Regions from separate parts of the Mus musculus genome. Here all the other regions are linked to region 2. Evidence: chromatin contacts called from public Hi-C and HiChIP or PLAC-seq data. All regions are on one chromosome and are shown on one strand. Each heading gives the region's core, a stretch centred on a gene start, on an enhancer-like site or on the middle of the called end of the contact. The rest is flanking DNA. Distances are from core to core; before and after follow the strand shown. Region 1 has its middle 24 kb from the start of Gm36613. Region 2 holds the start of Tmtc1 (transmembrane and tetratricopeptide repeat containing 1). Region 3 has its middle 5.1 kb from the start of Gm36613.

Evidence for each region. A called contact is a pair of places that touch in the nucleus more often than the background predicts. HiChIP or PLAC-seq counts read pairs in DNA pulled down with a chosen protein or histone mark.
Region 1: a contact with region 2 is called in a Hi-C map of the N1E-115 cell line, with 4 times the contacts expected there. The contact joins the enhancer-like site here to the promoter of Tmtc1 in region 2. A contact is called at or near these places in 4 of 39 promoter capture datasets (cranial neural crest, embryonic stem cells, hematopoietic stem and progenitor cells and 1 more), 1 of 484 Hi-C or Micro-C datasets (the N1E-115 cell line), 9 of 115 datasets of contacts at active chromatin or transcription factors (embryonic forebrain, embryonic stem cells, forebrain and 4 more) and 2 of 9 other capture datasets (adipose tissue and liver).
Region 3: an H3K4me3 HiChIP or PLAC-seq map of embryonic forebrain shows a contact between it and region 2, with 3 times the contacts expected there. The contact joins the enhancer-like site here to the promoter of Tmtc1 in region 2. A contact is called at or near these places in 8 of 39 promoter capture datasets (the C10 cell line, the HPC-7 cell line, embryonic stem cells and 4 more), 2 of 484 Hi-C or Micro-C datasets (embryonic stem cells and morula), 9 of 115 datasets of contacts at active chromatin or transcription factors (SST interneurons, double positive thymocytes, embryonic forebrain and 3 more) and 1 of 9 other capture datasets (pancreatic islet).

What each region holds. Positions count from the first base shown.
Region 1 is chr6:148,577,028-148,581,244 of GRCm38.p6, reverse strand. No RefSeq gene overlaps it. Among named protein-coding and RNA genes, the nearest start is that of Gm36613, 24 kb to the left of the region's middle. Within about 2 kb of position 2,759, at least 23 of the 459 cell types and tissues checked have an H3K27ac peak or open chromatin away from gene starts, as enhancers often do. A contact at or near this core is called in the N1E-115 cell line, where this site is marked.
Region 2 is chr6:148,441,691-148,445,841 of GRCm38.p6, reverse strand. It overlaps Tmtc1 (transmembrane and tetratricopeptide repeat containing 1), which reads left to right and starts at 1,490. Exons shown (of 20, transcript NM_198967.5): 1 at 1,490-1,941. The coding sequence starts at 1,643.
Region 3 is chr6:148,596,460-148,600,589 of GRCm38.p6, reverse strand. No RefSeq gene overlaps it. Among named protein-coding and RNA genes, the nearest start is that of Gm36613, 5.1 kb to the left of the region's middle. Within about 2 kb of position 1,494, at least 43 of the 459 cell types and tissues checked have an H3K27ac peak or open chromatin away from gene starts, as enhancers often do. A contact at or near this core is called in embryonic forebrain and hippocampal neurons, where this site is marked.

The DNA.
Region 1 (4,217 bases), core at 1,510-4,009, 130 kb before region 2:
TCCATGTCTGCCAGAGCTTAAACTCCAGAGGAGATACCTAACTAGAATGTGACCCAAACACCCAAAATGGTCAGGAAAGATACTTCTCTAACTTAACAGGAAGTCGGAGCATTGGGCATCATGCTGGGGTCACCCATCCACCTACAGTCTGGAGAAGCTTCCTTCTATACTACCCCAAACTCAGCTGGTCAATAAGCAAGTTGGATTTCCTTCCCATGAACTCTGTTCTGTCCATGTCTCCCCTAAGTGAGGGGCAGGGTTGTTTCTGACAAGTGCTTTCCTTGTCTGTTAGTTCAGAACACTGGTTTTTGTCTTGCCTTTTGGGATCATTTTCCTCTGTTTCCTTTCTTCGGGTTGCCAGTGTCTCTTCCGGCACCAGACAACCATAATTATTTTCACCACATCAGGATTCATAGCTCACTGACTATTTTTTCGAGGCCTCTCTTCTGTCTGAAATCAGAGAAAACCGTGGAAACAAGTTTTATTATACCACTTGGGATTTAAGGCTCTCAATGGCTTGCTATAAATGGCCAGTGCTCCAAACGTGTTTCCCAATTCTTTTCTCTGGTACACAGCATCAGCTGTAGTTTTTTTGTCTTCAAAATTATTATTTTTTATAATAGTTTTAATTCAGTGGCCCCTGCCAGGTTGGGACCTCTCCTCCTTCCAATCTTTCCCAGTCCCTCCTTCTTACTGGTAGGTGTCCTGTGGTGACTGGTGTAGCCTTCATTACCCCCCATTTCCTGAATTCTACTGACATTTGATGGCATGTAAGCCATACAACCATGCTGTGTGCTTATGTGTGTGTGCATTCATAGTCTTACTCTGTGTGTGTGTGCATGCATATATGCCTTCATAGTCTCTCTCTCTCTCTCTCTCTGTGCATCCAGAGCCCCCACTCTCTCTCTCTCTGTGTGTGTGTGTGTGTGTGTGTGTGTGTGTGTGTGTGTGTGTGTCCCTGCTGAGTCCAAGCCTTGGGGGCAGAATCTTCTTCAATACTGGATATTGTTTATGAAGAGAAGAACTGATGGTACCTCCATGTTGAGTTTATTTATAAGGTAACACTCTCATCGATCTGTTGTAGCCCAGGCTAGGGAAAATCTGGAGGCTCTTTGAAGTATCTATGCTAAGTCTAAAGTGGTAGGAGCTGAAGTGTGTGCAGCCTAGATAGGTGTGTCTGATGTTCACAGCTGGTGACTAGAGCATAAGCTGTGGGGGATGGGTGAGACAATGCATACTGGGGTATGTGCGTACACACATGTACATATGTGTTCATGTATGTTCAGATACATGTGAGGACAGAGGAGGATCGCAGGTATTATTACTTAGAAGCCATCTGTCTAGTGGTCTCAGATGTTGTATCTATCTCTGCCCTCCCATTGCCTCAATTAAAAACAAGCACCACCATGCCTGGCTTTTAAAAAAATATTTTTTTAAAATTTATTTTACTTGCATGGATGTTTTGCCAGCATGCGTGTCTGTGCACCACATGCCTGCAGAGGGCAAAAGAGGTCATTAGGTTCTGTGGAACTAGAGTTACAGACAGTTGTGTGCTGCCTTGTGGGTTCTGGGAATAAAAATCAGGTCCTTTGGGAAAGCAGCCAGTGCTGCTAACTGATGAGCCATCTTTCTAGGCTCCAGACTGGCGCTCTCTCTCTCTCTCTCTCTCTCTCTCTCCCCCTCTCTCTCTCTCTCTCTCTCTCTCTCTCTCTCTCTCTCTCTCAATGAGGCTCTGGGGATAAGTCTTAGGTCTTTGTACTTGCAAAGCAAGCATTTTACCTGAGTCATCTCCCCAGCCTGATATGCTGGTCTGACAGCAATCCTATATTGAGTCTGGATTCTTGACAAAACACAAAATGCTTTTCCCAACAAAGAGGCATCCTAAGAAACATTGATTTACCACATCTTTATAAAATCAAAGAGTTTTTTAATACCATTACGACTTCTAAATGTAAGACTGTTTACTGCATCAGATCTTCGGAATGTCGACGAGTCAGGGAGAGCCTTTGATTAGTATCAGCATTGCTCTCGTGTGTTCAGCAGCTGCTGCCCATGTTCTCTTTGTGTTTTGTGCTCAGGACCCTCATCAGGGACACGTTCTTAAGACAAGGAAGTATTTTAGGCTCCTCTTATTTCTTCACCGAAGTGTTCTCAGAGGCAAAGCTACAGAGCTCTAGTTCCCTATTTAAACTTAATGCATTCTGGAATTTAAAGAAATTTTAATTTCTTGATTAAAAAATGACTCAAATTTAAAGGGCCAGACACTTTGACTAAGTGCCAGTTGATGAATGCTGACTGCTCTGTACCCTCATTTTTCCTTTCTCTTTCATGAGTCTTTGTTACAAGTCTCTCTGCTTTTCTTTGGCTACTCAGTGGAAACGCATGACTAAAATCCTTAAGCTTAACTTATGGCTTGTTTTTGCTGTATAGTCTGTTCTGTGGACAAGATATTTTAATGACTTTCCTCCCATGAGCAAGATTTATACCAGATAATTGCTTTTTTGAGAGAGAGAGAGAGAGAGAGAGAGAGAGAGAGAGAGAGAGAGAGAGAGAGAGAACAAATGCTAGCCGGGCAGAAAATTTAAGCTGATCACCTCATTTCTAAAATTTTAGCAGAAATAAGCAAGATGATTAGTTTGAAAGTAATTCATCGTCAATGGTTAAAACAAAATACTTGAGTTGCTGATTACAGCTCAGATAGATCCAAGCATGCAATGAGCTTCTGGAGTGATTCCAATTGTCTTCTGCGTTCAGCAGAACCCTTCAGAGCCAAAAGAACCAGCAGGAAGTGTGTGTGTGTGTGTGCATATATAAATGCATGTGTATAAATATATGTGTGTGCAGCATCATGTATGAGGAGAGAGAAAAGAGTGAGGAAAAGATAAAGAGGAGGGAAGGAGAGAGAAGAGATTTATTGTGGGAATTTCCTCCCTTAATTCAGGAGGCTGAGAAGTCCTCCAATATGCTGCCTGTAAGTTAGAGAACAGGAACTCCAGGGCTGTAATTCAGGGCTGTAACACGGGGCTGCTGTAAGCTCTAGAGTTCAAAGCCCTCAGTAAACCAGAAGTAAGGATGTGCAGAGGCAGTAGAAGATGTGACTCGTGTCCTGACTCTGAGAAGGAGAGTGCCTTTTCCTCCCTCTGCTCTTTTGTTCTGTCCAGGCTCTCTGTGGGTTGATGGTGCCCACTCGCACTGGTCAGGTAGCTCATGTTCCACTTAGCTTACTGACTCAGATGTAACACACTAGTGACTGTTTTTACTGTTGTGACCAGGTATCTGACAAGAGCAACTTCAGGAGGAAGGGGTTATTTTGGTTCATGGTTTGAGGGTACAGTCCATCACAATGAGGAAGTGAAGGCAGCAGGAGTGTGGGTGGCTCCTCACGTTGCAACCACAGTCAGGAAGCTAGGGGATAACAGGAAGTGAAGCTTGACTATAAAACCTCAAGGACAGCCCTTAGTGACCCACTTCTTCCAGTAAGGCTCCGCCCCTTAAAGGTTCCAGAACCTTCCAAAGTAGTGCCACCAGCTAGGGACCAAATGATGAAACATATGAATCTATAGGGGACATTTCACATCCAAACCATACTATGTTCTTTCAGGAAGCAGAAAAGATACTTACATCCATCTGGCTTTCTTATTTCTTCTCTTTTATTCAATATGGCCCCCAGCCTGTGTGGTGGTATCATCCACGTTTAGGATGGGTCTTCTTTATCAGTTAATCTTCTCAGAGAAAAATCCTCATGTATACCCAAAGTTGGGTCTTCTAAGTGATCCCATATCTAGTCATGTGAACAATGAAGATCAACGTCACAGCTCATGTCTATCAGAATGCCCCACAGAAAGCCCCTAGAAAATAATGCTTATCCAGGTATGTGGGCATACCTTTTCCAATCAAACTGACACAAAACCATCCCAGTTTTCCCCCCTGCTTAATCCAAGTTTTCAAATTTAGTGGTTTCTAATATTGAAAGAGTTTGTTGGTAGAGTTGACTTCCAGTGTGCCACCGAGTGGCAGTGCCATCTTCACTTCTAAGTACAGCACACACAGGTTAAAGAGAAGCTAGTGTGGGTGCAGTGGTCCTGACTCTTCCTTATGCATTTGCTTTTTTACTTCCCCTTCTCCTCAATGCAGTTTTTTTCTATTGAAAATATTTTATAATGGATAATTTAATCACCCACAAAAGAGCAAAGAACAGCTTAGTAGCCTCTATGTTT
Region 2 (4,151 bases), core at 241-2,740:
TATTACTCTGGAGGGAGCAAAGGACACAAGTGTGTGTGGTGTGTGTGTGTGTGTGTGTGTCTGTGTCTGTGTGTCTCGGTTCAGCAGTCACTGAGGGTCAGATGTTCTAAGAAAGCTGTCATTGGGACACAAGATTTCAGCTTTGCTCCTCTCTCACCAATTTTGATTCACCAAGAAAAACCAACAATAAACAAAACATCAAAAGAGGCAAGAATGGATCCTGTCTTGGACTATGTCCCTGTTAATTTGGGAACTGCTGCATTAAGTGCTCTGGTGTTTAAATTTAAGGAGCCATCGGGAGGCTCAAAGAACAAATTCTCCTTTCCATTTCAAGTTTCTTTTCTTTCTTGTCAAAAGTTTGATGTTGTTTGGCTTTTGTTTGTTTTAATGACGACTTTATTTTGAGGTTTGGGGTCTGGATGTATGAAGTCTCAGTTAATTTCAGTAATAAAGCCATGTCCATTCACAAGTGGCCTGAAAGAACCAACGGGGCTTTTCAGTATTAGGGGAAGTCAGTGTTTTTCTGGAATACCTCATTTATTTGTTGTGATTGGCATTCAAAAGTAGAACAGTTTCGAGAAAGACAGGAAGTTTCTGAGCCAGAGGCAATGCCAAGGCAGTCCATAGTTTTAATTTGTATTTAAGGGTCAAGGCAGTCTCCCAGGAGACAATAATTATTCCCAAGAGATCCAACCAGTAAAATAGCAGGTAAAGTAGCTGGGCCTGGGCAGCTGAGGTAGGGGGTACTCTAGGATTCGAGATCAGCCTGGCTTCTGTAGCCAATGCCCAGGACTGCCTGAATGTCAGCCTAAGGCAGGGTCTCAAAACCAAAACCAAAAGAAAGCCAGAAGTAATGTGTTCAGCGCCTCCTTCATTGCTTAAGAGTTTAAGGGAAAAACAAAAGGAAGAGCTTCCCATACGGAAATAAAAATCAAAACCGGGCTTATTATAAGCAGCAGCAGAAACAGCAAGGAGGCAGTTCACAGCCGGGGATGCACCCCTGGGCTTTGGGGAAAGGACTGCTGCGCGCGTTGCGTTCCCAGGACTGGGGCATAGCACCTTGGAAGACTTTAAGCCCTGCGGGTGCTGGAGCTTGTCCCCCATCTGTCCAGCTGGTTTCGAATCGCTCACGCCTCCAGGGAGAGAGGGTGTCCGGGTCCAGACTGAGTACCTGACAAGCCTGCCGATTTGCGGCCGGGAGGCGGCGGGGACCTGCCCCTCCGCAGCTGAGACCGGCTGGGGACTGGTCTGGGAAAGCAGTTGGGCGTACCCGGTGGGACCCTGGGTGGCCTTCCCGCGTGTCCCCTCAAGCCCTGCGGCGACCCGCTAAACCTGCGCGCTCTGGCTGTCCCGGACTCAGCGCCAGCTGGTAGAGGCCAGGTGTTGGGGACCTCAGGTCCCAGGATCCAGGAGGCGGAGGCGCGCAAGCGGGCATGCGCAGAGTGGGCGGAGGCGGCGGCGATGGCCCGGGGAGGCGGGGGGATCGCTGTTTATTTGCAGCTGGGCCACCGCGGCGGCAGAGCACCGGGCGCCCGGGCGGGGACAGTGGGCGTGCGATGCCTGAGCCAAGCAGGCCGCTGCGCGCCCGGGTCCCGGCCGGGGAGGATGCGCGCTGCGCGGGAGCGGCCGTGCGGGCGGTGCGATGCTGGTGACCCGCGGGGACCGCGGCGGCGGGGAGCGCGCGCCCTCGCGGCGCCCGCGCTGCGGGCTGGTTCCAGCGGGGGCCGCGGCGCTGCTAGCTGGGGCCAGCTGCCTTTGCTACGGCCGCTCGCTGCGGGGCGAGTTTGTACACGACGATGTGTGGGCGATCGTGAACAACCCCGACGTGCGGCCCGGGACACCGCTGCGCTGGGCCATCTTCGCTAACGACTTCTGGGGCAAGGGCCTGGCGGACAGCACCAGCCACAAGTCCTATCGGCCACTGTGCGTGCTGTCCTTCAGGTGAGCCTGTGCGTCCTGGGGTCTAGACGCCTCTCCTTGGAGAAGGGATGGTACGGCGGGGACACTTCTGACAGGTCCCTCGGTACCTCCTCTAGGTTGTTCTCCCCTTTCTCTCAGTTCTACCCCTGGTCTTTTAGTCATCAGCCAGATCCTCCTGGATTTATCTTGTGTTCTGGCTGTTCAGTCTGGTCCTCTAGGTTCTACGCTTTGCATCTCTGCCCTGTTCCGTTCTCCAATCTCTGCCCCAGGTCCTCTGGGCTCTATGCTTGGCGCTCCTGATTCTATCTTAAGTGTTCTCCAGGGTCTGTCCCAGGCCCTCACAACTCTAGTATTCTGTCAGCGCAGCCCCAGATTTTCTCTGAACGAGGTTCTCTCCGCTCTGCCCCGAGATCTCGTTGCTCTGGCTGGGTTCTCTCGGGTCGGACTCTGATCCTATTGCTCCAGGCTTAGTCCTGAATCCACCTGGCTCTACCTCTGGTCATTACCCGGGACAGCTTAAGGTTCTCAAGGCTTTGCTCAGGTTCTGAAGCACTACATCGTTTTCTTCTGGCTCTGTTTTGGGTACTCTCCGCGCTACTCGGGGAGATCTCTGCTCTGCCCTATATCTTCCCAGCTAAACCTAGGTTCTCCCGCGCTTCCTGGCTGCGGAGTTGGGACCGAGTTCTGCCTGCTATGTCCCCCGGGGCTTCAAGGATGGCAGACTTCTCGCTGGAGCTTTTCCTACCCGCGATTAGCGGGTTCCAGAGGGTGGCGATGCTCCAAGTTGTCAGCTTCTCCAGGGAGGTTGTACTGCTGGGCAGATGAGGAATAAAGGGACCGGACCAGGTGGCCTACGATGCTCCTGAAGCTGCTATGCTGTGGGTGTTCCAGGTAGGAGCTAGGGAGAGGTGTCAGGCACCCTACTCTGAGCACCGGGCTTTGCGTACTGGGATGCTAATAGCCTCCCTAACCCGGGCATTTCCAGCCCCAGCCTCTGCATCCCGGGTGCTGCACCCAGCCTCCGGGACCCACACTGAGAACGTGCAAGGGCGCAGAGAGCCCCTTCCCCAGCCCCGGAACCATGACTCAGCATTTCTGGTGTGAAGTAGTGGAACCGGACTGAGAGTACGCATTTGTAGGGTGGTGTATCTGCTTGAATCCTGAGGGAAAGGACGGGTTGGAACCAAACCGATGAGCTCCATCCAGTGTAACTTTGCTCCGCGTTTGAGCTGGTGTGCGTTCAGAACACAGCAGCTCACAGGGTATTAGCTCCGTATTAACTCGTTTTCAAATCTTTGCCATAGGAACCATAGTTTATGGCACTGATCTCTGGGGACAGCTGGCAAAATAACAGTTAGCGTGAGCCTTCAGGCCCAGAGCTTTGGAGAGAAAAGGAAAACCTGCAGCTGTCTTTCACGTAATTCTTTCGAATAAACTAATGTTTTAAAGACGGCGAGAAAATAACACATCTGACTCCCAAGGAGATGTTTTATAAACATTTATCTTTGGAAAGTTGTGTTAGTTTTCATCCCAAAGATAGCCTTAGCTGAAGAGTTTCTCAGCCCTTTTAATTTCCCAAGTGCTTTTTTTCTTTTTTTTAAATCATAAAACTAGGAACGCTTCTTTTTACACTGGATGGACGATAGGCGTTTTCATGGACTGGGTGAGGCTGTTGATTAATTTGAAGGTGTATAAGCTCACTGCACTCCATATGCGGACTTTTTACAGCCCTGGAGCCTACCCTGGTCCCTGGCCTGAGAACAGTTTCCATTTAAAGCGTCAGGGCTGAATGCCTGCTGCTGGAGGACGGGCATAGTAAGTGTAAGGTGCTGGCTGTCCAAGTGTTTTTAATAGTTCCTAATAGGAACTCTGCCAAGCCAGAGGAGGAGGGGCTATCCACCTCCACCTTTTATCACTAGCTTGACTTCATCGCCCCTGCCCCCACCCTGCGGAGGGGTTGGGGATAGTGATGGGGATGGGGATGGGGAATGAACAGGGCTGGCAGAATGGGGAAAAGGAAGGATATGCAACCTGTTTCTGGTGCAGTTGTCTAAGACTGTTGCTCTTTGGTTTTGGGTTTTTTTTTTTTTTTTTTTTTTTTTGGTTGTTTGGTTTCTTTCTTTCTTCCTTTCTTTCTTTTTCAACTTGTCACAAGCTAGGTTCATCTAGGAAGAGGGAAACTCAGTTGAGAAAACGATGCTCCCATCAAATTGGTTGGTAGGTAAGCTTGT
Region 3 (4,130 bases), core at 245-2,744, 150 kb before region 2:
AATCAGCATGTACCCGAGTGGCTATAGAAATGGATAAAGAACCGCAAATACCACATTATCCCAACACTCAGGAAGTTTCCAGGTCTGCAGAGGAAAAAGAAGGATCAAACTCCTGCTTCTCAGAGACATGGGGCTTGCAGCAGGAAAGATTATTATATTATTATTATTATTATTATTATTATTATTATTAGGGAGAAGGTATATTTCAAGGTCATCTGAAGAGCAAGACCAGGTTACAGAGCAACCATACCAGACTTGTATGGGGACAACAAGGAAAGGAATTGCTAACAAATTACACCAGTGTGGCTAAGCAAACCCTGTTCTAGAAGGAGGCAGGATACTTCAGAGTATCACTGTTGTATTTTATAAAAAGATAGAAAGAAGGTGGGGATATGTTAGGTGGAGGCTAGGTATGGTGTGTGTGGTGGGTGCCTCTGCAGGCCCATTCTGAGGCATCCCTTCCCCCTGAGGTACCAGCCACAGGATGGTATAGTATAGAATAGAGTTTATTTAGAGCATGGGGAGGGGAGTTGAGGGAGACAGAAGAGAGAGAGAGAGAGAGAGAGAGAGAGAGAGAGAGAGGAGGAGGAGGAGGAGGAGGAGGAAGAGGAGGAGAGGCCTGCCACGAGCATGTGGAGAGAGATGGGGGAGGGAAATGGAGAGACAGGAAGAAGAGGGTAAGGGGCAAGAGGAAGAGAAGGGAAGAGAGCAAGAGAGTGAGGAGGTGGCAAGCAGCCCCTTTTATAGTAAGTCAAGTATACCTGGCTATTGCCAGGTAACTGTGGGGCGGAGCCTAGGAGAAATGCCAACGCTCTGAAACTGAAGTTGGTCCAGGCAAGGCCAGAGCAAGGAAGGAGTTTACAGAGCTGCTTACAGAGGGGACTTTAGGCTTGGGGTAAGGTGCACACATGGCTAACATCCCAAGGCACCCCAAGTCCATTTGATATACGTGGCTGACATCCCAACCCCAAGTCAACCCAAGCTTACCTGATGCATATGCTGGAGCATTTAGCAGGCGTGCTTGCTCTGGTTTTCACAGCATCTCTACTGCAGAAGCCTCACTCTAATGGTTGACCTCTGGAGAAAAGGAGCAGGGTAACCTGCATCATCTACCCTCTCAGTTCCCGACTTTCTACAAATATCAAAGTCCACTTTTTTCTTCTAATGCTGATTCTATATGCCATAAATCTATCAGTTAGGTTTGCTCCCCCTTACTTTATTCTTTTTCTAGGGGTTGGGTAGGGTGTAACAGTTTACAAACTGCAAGAACGAGGCCATTAACAACAACAAAGCCAGGAGAGGACAAAACCGGAGGCACAGATTTGGGAGGGGTTTTAAGCACAGCGGGGTACTGATGTTTGTTGAAAATCCCCCCAGAGTCACCATTAGTATCAATACAATTCTGGGAACTAGGAAACTGGCTCTAACAGAAATAATTGTTGGTAGAGATGGCGTTTCTAAGCACGCGGTTTGCAGAGCCATCTGCTTTAAAGCCTTCTGAAGCACTCCCAGCATCTCGCCACTTCCGCATCGCAGCAGAGAAGCTGGAATGCCTCTGGAGGTAATTACTTTAGACTGAGCTTTAGCACTAATGGTGCTACCTCATTAGCACCGTGGTGGCTCCGAGCGAGCAGACGGCTACTTTCAATGGGTTTTAAATGGAGATGAAATTAAAGTGGAGTTGTTGGGCAGAACTAGTATATGGATGTCCTCACACAAAGGGAGCAGCAAGGATGTTGTGTCCCGCTTTGCAGTTTTTAAACAGACCGCTCCCTTCCCCCAACCCGTGCCTTGTCTCCTCTAAGCCTTGCTTTCTCTTATTACAGTGCAAGGACAGGTTTCAGCCCCTCTCTGCAGCTCTTGCCACTTCCAGATGCATCTTTCTCCCGCTGTTGGTAGTGTTTGGCCTTAATAGATTGGTTTGATTTCTAGGAAGTGTAGAGGGAATGAATATGTAGGGGGCACCCACTTTCCATCAACAAGCAGCTTTTTGAGGAATTATTGTGCGCAGGGTTGATGATGAGTGCATATATACATTCACCAGAGTTTTCAGGGTCCCATCCACAAGTGCACATACATCCTTGTAAATATCATGTTAACAAGAGAATATCAGCAAAGGAGTGGAAGGCATATGATTGTTCACTCATGCATGTGCAACCTTTGTGTGCTGTCAGAAAGCTTGAGAGTCACAGAGTTTTAAAATGCCATGAAGGGTCCCTACTTCTGCAGATGTAGGGAGACAGAAACCATGTTAGAACCAGAGTGTAAGTAATACTGTGGAAGGCATTTGATATTTATTATGGATTCTCTGGGTGAGTGCTGTTAACCAAAAAGCTAATGAGAAGGATTTATGGTCCTGAAAAATCTTTCTGGAAGCATGTTTGGAGACAATAGTGGTCTCAAAATGTGGCAGGGCACATTAAAACATAAGAAGACTGTAAAAGACTGCTATTAAGAACCACTACATCAGGGTCCTCTGAGGCAGGAACAGGACCACTGATTGAGAGCAGGGGCTGTTTCTGGTTGACTAAGATACCAGTTTAACCTGTCTTTTCCTGTCATTTGCCCTAACGATGAGCTAACACAACCAACAGCATGTTCACTTTTGAAAAGAAATTGATTTTGAAAATAAGAATCTGATTAAATTTTTGGTTTTTTTAAAGATTAGATTTGTTTAATTTGTTCAATTAAACATGAGTCCTCTGCAAATGAAATTTGAAGACATTTATTGGAAACATTTTATGGTTTAATAGAGCCTCCCCCCATGCAAGATTTTGTTTATTAATAAGATTCATGGAAATTCAATAAAAAATGCTTTCATCATTACTCTGTGCTCCCTCAAGAGTTGAAATACCCATTTTATTATAAAAGACGAGGAAAGAGCAACTCATGGAATTCAAATGAAAGCAATAAAATCTTGTAAGGATGTATAAAGGGAAGAATCCACTTGAGCAAAGGTTCATTAGTGAACAGAGAAATTCATGGACTTTGCTTTGCAGCTGTGAGCTGACTCTCAAATTTATTGAAACAATTCCTTAGTCCACACCCAACTCCTCTATTCTTCTTTTGCTCGGAACAAATAGAATCTTTCTAGGTTGAGCATTGGGGGAGGGAATGGGGTCCATGGTCAAAGAGTCCACTTGTCTACATAAGTCAAGACTTGATGGGAAATCTATAAGTCTGCCTACCGAAAAGTAAAAACTTGACGATCTGTATTTTTCCAGTGAGGCTTCTGGGCTTTTCTGAAAGGAATGCTTCAGGGCTGTAGAGTGCAGGGCTGGTTCATGCTTGTGATTTTAACCTCCTGCTCTCCTAGCTTCTTGGCTTTACAGATCCTTAGACTCTGAGGATCCATAAATACTCATTTATATAGGCTGAGAAATCTAATATGTCTTTGCCTCGATGATGTTAGCATCAGAGGTTTGTTTCTGGGTCCCGAGTCCAGAATGCCAGTGCAGAAGTGTAATTTTGGGGGTGGGGGTGAGTGGGAATTATGATTAACCAAATGAGATATATAACAAATCTAAAAGGGAAGCATTTTCCTGGTTTCATTAGGGTCTATTTTTAGTGTGTGGTGTGTTCAGAACTCATCAATGAATCCCAAGTGTGCAGGACACGCTAGAAACACATTGTTGCCAAAGCTTTGCAACCTCCACATTCAGTTTTATGTGAGCCCTAAAGGATTGTGACTCACAGCTTAAGAAGTTGATGACTGGTGGTCAGACACCACCTTAGCACAAATGCTTGTTTACAAAAGGGCCTTGAAAGATGGCACACTTGTTGTTCTTGTAGAGGACCAAAGTTTGGTTCCTAGTACCCACTTGGGTGGCTCACAACCATCTGTAACTCCAAGTCCTGGGGTTCCGTGCCCTTTCCTGGCCTCCATGACTGCTGCACTCATAAAAACCCACATTCAGACACAAATAATAAAAAAATAAACAAAAATGTATTGGGGAATTCAAAAGACCTCAAATAATTTTTAAAAAGAAAAGGAAAGAAAGAAAACAATTGAAGAAAAGAAAAAGCTGGAACCCTTGATATGTGTGATTTCAAAGGTGACTACACAGAAACTAAAAGAGGGTAGTTATGGCCCATGATAGACCTATAGTGCTCAGGAGCAGATGTGATTT